Linked DNA regions of Danio rerio: region 2 is linked to region 1. A link is a contact called in public HiCAR-type data. All regions are on one chromosome and are shown on one strand. Each heading gives the region's core, a stretch centred on a gene start, on an enhancer-like site or on the middle of the called end of the contact. The rest is flanking DNA. Distances are from core to core; before and after follow the strand shown.

What was found. HiCAR-type assays count read pairs that join an accessible place to other places.
Region 2: a contact with region 1 is called in a HiCAR-type map of caudal fin, with 6 times the contacts expected there. The contact joins the promoter of si:dkey-5g14.1 here to the promoter of arfip2b in region 1. A contact is called at or near these places in 4 of 18 Hi-C or Micro-C datasets (caudal fin, fibroblasts, hematopoietic stem cells and 1 more) and 2 of 4 datasets of contacts at active chromatin or transcription factors (caudal fin and embryo).

The regions. Positions count from the first base shown.
Region 1 is chr10:31,187,515-31,190,878 of GRCz12tu, forward strand. It overlaps arfip2b (ADP-ribosylation factor interacting protein 2b), which reads right to left and starts at 1,879. Exons shown (of 9, transcript NM_001017649.1): 1 at 1,672-1,879.
Region 2 is chr10:31,457,256-31,460,588 of GRCz12tu, forward strand. It overlaps si:dkey-5g14.1, which reads right to left and starts at 1,266. Exons shown (of 6, transcript XM_679321.10): 1 at 1,099-1,266; 2 at 714-922. The coding sequence starts at 902.

The sequences.
Region 1 (3,364 bases), core at 629-3,128:
TTTCAGATATCTAATCAAGTTATGTCAGATTTATTAATTTAATGAATCATCTGATTTTCATTGAGCAGGTGTAATATTCATTAGTATTAATTATTCAAATTCTTATATTCACTAGGGTGCTGCTGTTTGGGGTCATCATTAACCTGCAGGCTGCATTTTGCTCAAGGGGGTTCGAGAAAATAAATAAAAAGAGCGGAGCTGCTGCAAAATAATGAATAAAAAGAGTGAGTCTATGGTCAAATAAAAAAATGAATGAAAAAGTGCGACTGCTTAGAGTGCAAGCAGCTAGGGACACCTTGCTGGCCAAAAACGGACCAGTCCACTGGGAATTCTCCCGGTTCCCCAGATTAGCCAATCCGGGCAAGTGCAAAGACATGGGATGTGAGTTTATGAGAGAGTCATTGTACCATTCACTCAACTACTTTGTTTTCAAAAAATACCTAAACTAAAATATGCATGCTTACAAATATGCTAAAAGGTTTTAGTAAGACTGTCATAAGCATTTCTCTCTCAAAAACTAATTGCATTTATTAATTTATTTATTGCCACATCAGCAACTTATGGCTATTTCGTGGCCAAATGGATATAAAAACCATTTGTATCTCTGGTTTGTTAACAATAATAGTCTAGACAGCTGCTGTGCTCCTAAATCAATTTAAATCGAATTACATTTGGTTTGAAACTTGCCTCTTAACCGTTAATAGTATGTTCTATATAGTATGAATGTGTTGTATCAATGAAATATGGAAATACTAGGCTACATCCCACAATGTCTATCTGTCATGTAAACAACAGGCAGTTGCATAGCTTTATAAAGCCATCAGCCTTTCCTCTCTTGTTGTCAATGGCCATATGGGATAGTAAAACGTGTCCTTCAGATGCCACAGAATCTCGTCAGAACATCTTGTCACGCTACACTATGCAAAACTGTTTGTCATCTACTAAATAAAGTTAGTGGGCCTATGGAAGCGGGCATGTTGCGATGCAAAAAGTAGTAAATAGGGAAAGAGCAAATCCAACCCCTTCGCTGCCAACACTCGAACGTTATTGGCCCGTGCTTTACTCAAGTGTTAAACAATAAATCGTTAAAAAATTGTAATACTATTTTTTTTTTTTTTTTAAGTACATGAACAAAAGGATTTAGTAGTTTAAACAGTCGGTAAACGAATGCTTGATCTGTGTTCTGTCAAAACTCGAACCAAACAACCTGTCCTGGGTGAACAGGTGGAACAGGCAAACTGTGACAGCTGTACAAACTCGAGATGAAAATAACACTTTAAATACATTTTTACAATAAAATAAAATAAAAAAGCACGTTATTTCGACTTAAAAATATATACTTTTTATGCATTATCGCCCTAACGGCATGATCACATATGGCATCACTGTAATAATGTGCCAGGTAAGTTACAGCCTTCTGGCTCAAATATCCAGCGTCCAAGAGGCAGTTCATGTCGCTTAGTGGCCTTCCATTTTATATTACAAACATAAATGAAAACAAGATAAATAAAACACATTAGGACCGTAAGTAATGCCGCCCATTATTATTATTTCTGTTGACGTCGTGTTTTATTCTTCACCACAGCGCACTACATAAACCTTAACCCGCGTCTGCTAAGTGGCATAAGGGCTGCATGAATAAAGATAAAGACATATAAATGATTATCTTACCTGTGCGTTTCCTTCTCTAGGATGAGCTATTTGTCACGCGTGCTGGATATTTATCCCGGTTCACGCGCAATCAAACCCTGACACTTCCGAAAGAGTGCAGAGACAATAACAGCGTGCATTCATGAAGGCTGAGTTTATGTTAAATCACAAGCAAGCGTTTATTCGCATGTTCAACCGATTCCACTATGTCCGGCGGCTTGTTTGTATTATTGGGCGAATCAGCCTCCAGCAGCCCGAAATGCCTTGCGGATCTGACGACAGGCGCCGACGTTCCTTTGCCGACGTGGAATACGCAGCCAGCGTCAGAGAGAAGCCATGATGGGAAGGGAAATCACCTGTTACAGCAGGTCGGATTTACAGCTGAAGTCAGAATTGTCAAAACCCCCTGAACTAGCCCCCTGTTTATTTTTGCACCCAATTTCTGTTTAACTGATAGAAGATCTGTTCAACACATTTCTAAACATAATAGTTCTAATAACTGATTTATTTTATTTTTGTCACGATAACAGTAAGTAATATTTGACTAGATATTTTCAAGACACTTCCATATAGTTTAAAGTAACATTTAAAGACTTAACTAGGTTAATTAGGTGGTTTATTCTGTAGACTATTGAAAAAAATAGCTTAAGGGTCTAATAATTTTGAACTTAAAATGTAAAAAAAAAAAATTTACCTACCCGAAATAAAACAAAAAAGACTTTTTCTAGAAGAAAAAATATTATCAAACATATGGTGAAAATTTCCTTGCTCTTTTAAACATAATTTGTGAAATATTTAAAAAGGTAAAAAAAAAAAAAAATTCAAAGGGAGTAGGTGGGTAATAATTCTGATTTCAGCTGTATATGTAAAAATCACAGGTGTGAGAAGAATATTCTAAATTAAAACGACTAATAATAATATTAATGATAAAAATAACAATAATAATAATGCATTTCTTTCAGCATTTTTATTAATATATAGCAAAATAACATTATTGAAATAAAGATGATCAACCTGCATAAACGCACAGAATTTATGTTTGTGATTATTATTATTATTATTATTATTGTTGTTGTGCTTAATAATAATATATAAAGATAGAAATATAGATAGCTTTTGCAAACACAATGTCTTAACATAATAACAACATTAATAAAAATATTAATAAACTTTATTGTATGAATCTCCTTTACGGCATACGAAAAATAAAGCTAAAAGATACACACAAAAATACATCAATAAACAGATAGAAAAAAAGCTAAGATAATAAAGGGCAAACAAAATTCAATTTTGAATTTTAAAACACACACACACACACACACACACACACACACACACACACACACACACACACACACAAACCTGGTAGGTAAGTTTTTATTTAAGAACTATTTATTTTAAATTTTTTTAATAATCATATATTTCTGTTTTATCCTTGTCAGCACCAAGTATTGTTTAACATCATATGAATTCAGTCCATCTTAATTTTTACATTAATGTATAATTTATCTATTTTGTTTTGCTTTCTAAAAAGACCAACAGTACAAAAAAAAAAAAAAAAACTTATATGGAAACAGGTAGCCTATGTTGGTCAGAGGGTGGCAGTATAGGCAAAGCATTAGAAGTAAAACCCTGATTTTTTTTTTTTTTACCACCTACACCAGGATAGTTGGTTAAAATATGGGTGTTGCGCTAAATGAATGAATGAATGAAT
Region 2 (3,333 bases), core at 16-2,515, 270 kb after region 1:
CCCAATATTGAGCAGCCCTAGATTTTGGTATAAAGTCCTGAAAGAGCTTCTAATCTCTTGTGTAATAAAAGATAAATATGATGCAGCCATTTTTCTAAAGTCATACACAAAGGCTGAATATATAAAAATGTATCTAGTATGGCTATTGTGCATGTCTTTCAGAATTTGGAAAATATGGTAAATTGATGATGAAAATTCAGAAAAGCATAAATTTCAAAATTCAATATTTTAAATGTAAAACACTGACACACAAATAAAACAAATAAATTAATCCAGAGGAATCTACTAAATTAATATACAAACAAAAGAGAAGCAGACACTTCCACAAAAACATGAAGCAAATCAAACACTTTTCTTAGATAACCTTAAAAAAACAACACACTCAAATATACTCTGATAATAAGCTGAACTTTAAATTTTATAAGATATAAAATATCTCCTATAGACACCTTGAGGGGAACTGGCTGTTCACTAAAATATCTAGAGGCAGGTTTGTTAAAAAAAAGCAACTGCTAAAAAAAACACATCTACACTGTAAAAAAAATGCTTTTCTTACTTTACTTTTTCTTAACAAGACAACTTTAAGTAAGAAAAAGGCTATTTTTTGCTGTATAAACCAAAATTGTAGTGTATATATGATTTCAGTGCCTGAATATGTAAATAATATGAAAATGCTTGAGTCAGATATGAATGTAACGTGTGGCATACTGTACCTCTTGTCGGCTGGTGTGGTTGCTGCTGTTGGCGGCGCATTGAGAAGTGTTTTCGGACACTGGATAGGTCGAGTTTGTGATCTCCAGCCACAGTCTGCGATACACATACTGCTGGATGAGAGGATACAGCATAAAACTGGCAAACGCGTAAATCGCGACGACGGGCTCGATAAAGTACAGTCGCTTCATAGTGTCGTCGACGATGTGAGCTGCAAAGACAAGAATAAAACAAACAATTACATCAATCTACCATAATCACACTACTCTCGGATCTACGTAATTGGCTAACCATCAACCCCTAAACAACTTGCATCATGACAGCTTAAATTAACCGGTCAACCTGCCGACCACCTTGGACAGCTACCAGTCTATCCAGTTTACTTACGGACAGCGCAGATATACTGAGGACGTACGTCTTCATCAAAGCAAATGTAGACAGAGTTGCTCTCATCCGCCGAGACTCTTCTGCAAGCTCCCCGACAGTTAAAAGTTGTTCTCTGTTTTGTTTATGAAACATGACATCTTGCAACCTCTTATGAAACGCCGGTTTCCTGGATGTCTTTACCTGATTGGTCGGTTGAATTTAAGGATTTCAAATCATTGGTTGGTGAAGCTGCCAGTCACCCAAAACGGGCGGGACAACTCATGAAATTGCGATGGTAATGGGATTTTAGGAGCTATTCAAAACAGTGTGGTTATTCATTCTGTTGATCTTGCACTTAATTCATTTGTTATATTTCTCATATTTCCTATTTTGGTATATCTGTGATATTACAAAATATCTCTTGAAAACTTGTAATGCTTGCTCGTAAGAAAGAAAATATTGTAGATAGTTCATAAAACATTGTTGCTTAATTTAATAAAGTTTTATTTTACTGATTTAGAACCATTGCATTGCCCATTTTCTTAGTGTTACGCTAACATTGAGTGGGCGTTTGTAATGGGAAGAGTCTAAATGACTGAAAGAGGAAGAAAATAGAAATAAAATATAAATAAATTGGTTGTTTTAATAAACTATTGTCTGAAGAGGGCGCCTCGAGGCCCATATTGAACAATAATAAATAACAAATGTCTATGTAAGCTAAAAGCGGTTACCATGTCATTTTCATGACATTTTATTAAACTCAAAAAATGATATATGCAGCATAAAAAAAATATAATTTGTGACAAATTACAAATATATTCTTATTGTATTTTTTATTAAACTTTTTTTTCTGCACAAAACATGAGTTAGGAAGTTAAAAAACATAAATATAACATAAATAAAACTTTAAAACATAATATAGCTCTAAAATAAAATGCGCAAAATCAAGAAATAAAGAGAAGACAAATGTTAGATCACTTACAGATCTACAGTACCATATATGTGGTGCATCAGATACATCTGTGAAGATCTTATTGCTTTAAGATTTTAGCTTATAATAGTGTTCACATAATTTCATTTTCAATCCATTTAACTTCTGTATATAATAACTAGCAATTATAATAATTTACCTGTTTTTTAGATTATTGCTCAAATCAGGAACATAACAGTACATAAAACCTAAAATATAATATCAATCAACAAGTGATATCGACAAAAAAGTACATACAATGTGAAAGAATATAAAAAATAGCATCATAAGATATAAGGAAATAAAGAAAAGAGAGAAAGAGAAAAGAAAAAAAAGCATTAAAGGTTTTTTGTAAAACACGTGCTAATTTAAGATTACTTAAATGAAGATATTAAAAGCAGAGCATATTTTGACCACTTTTAAAGCTTTCTTATTAGCCGATCCTGAAATCAACTTTATATAATTCTCCATATCGTTAATGAAGACTACAAAGGCAGGTTTACTATTTGAGAATTTGCATTTGTGAATGTAATATTTACTTAAGAAAGTAATTTTATTTATAAAAAACATTATTTTCTTTTGTGGGGTCTGAGTCTAAATACCCAAATATAATATATTGCTGAAGAATCTTCACCTCAACAAAAATAAATCTATATTAATCCGTAACTGCTGAATGTAATGACATGACCAAAACAAATGTGTCACCGTTTCGTCACCATTCACACAAAAATAACAACTCAAGTCAGTGTCAACTCTAAACTTGTGAATAACTTTCTTAACAGGAAAAAAAAAACTATGAATCAGTTAAAAAAAACAACTTTTCTTTTGTTTACTTATTTGTGAGAAAGAATTTTTGCTGTAATGACCAGATTTTCCCCCAGTTAAGTTTATTTAAAAGGTTTTTCCAAAAGAAGATACTGTGTGGAGTGGATGCAGACCTAGTGCAGATGCAATCTAAACTGCATGCAATGCTTTTTAATGAGCTCACCTAACCCCACCCCTAACCCATCACTAGCTCCATTGAGTGCATTGTGCCTGACATTGCAGTAGCAGCTTGCATCATAAAGGCTGCTTCCAGATACTATTGAAATTAATTGAAAACATTTTATAATATCACCCGTTTCTTTGAAAAAGGGTTAACTTTTACTGTCAACATTATATCGATAATATAAAAAATGCAATTAAACTAAACATAATAAACAATAATGACACATGCATTACAAAATATAAAATTAGAATAATATTAAAGTAATATAATTATAATATAAATAATTTTTATTTAATAA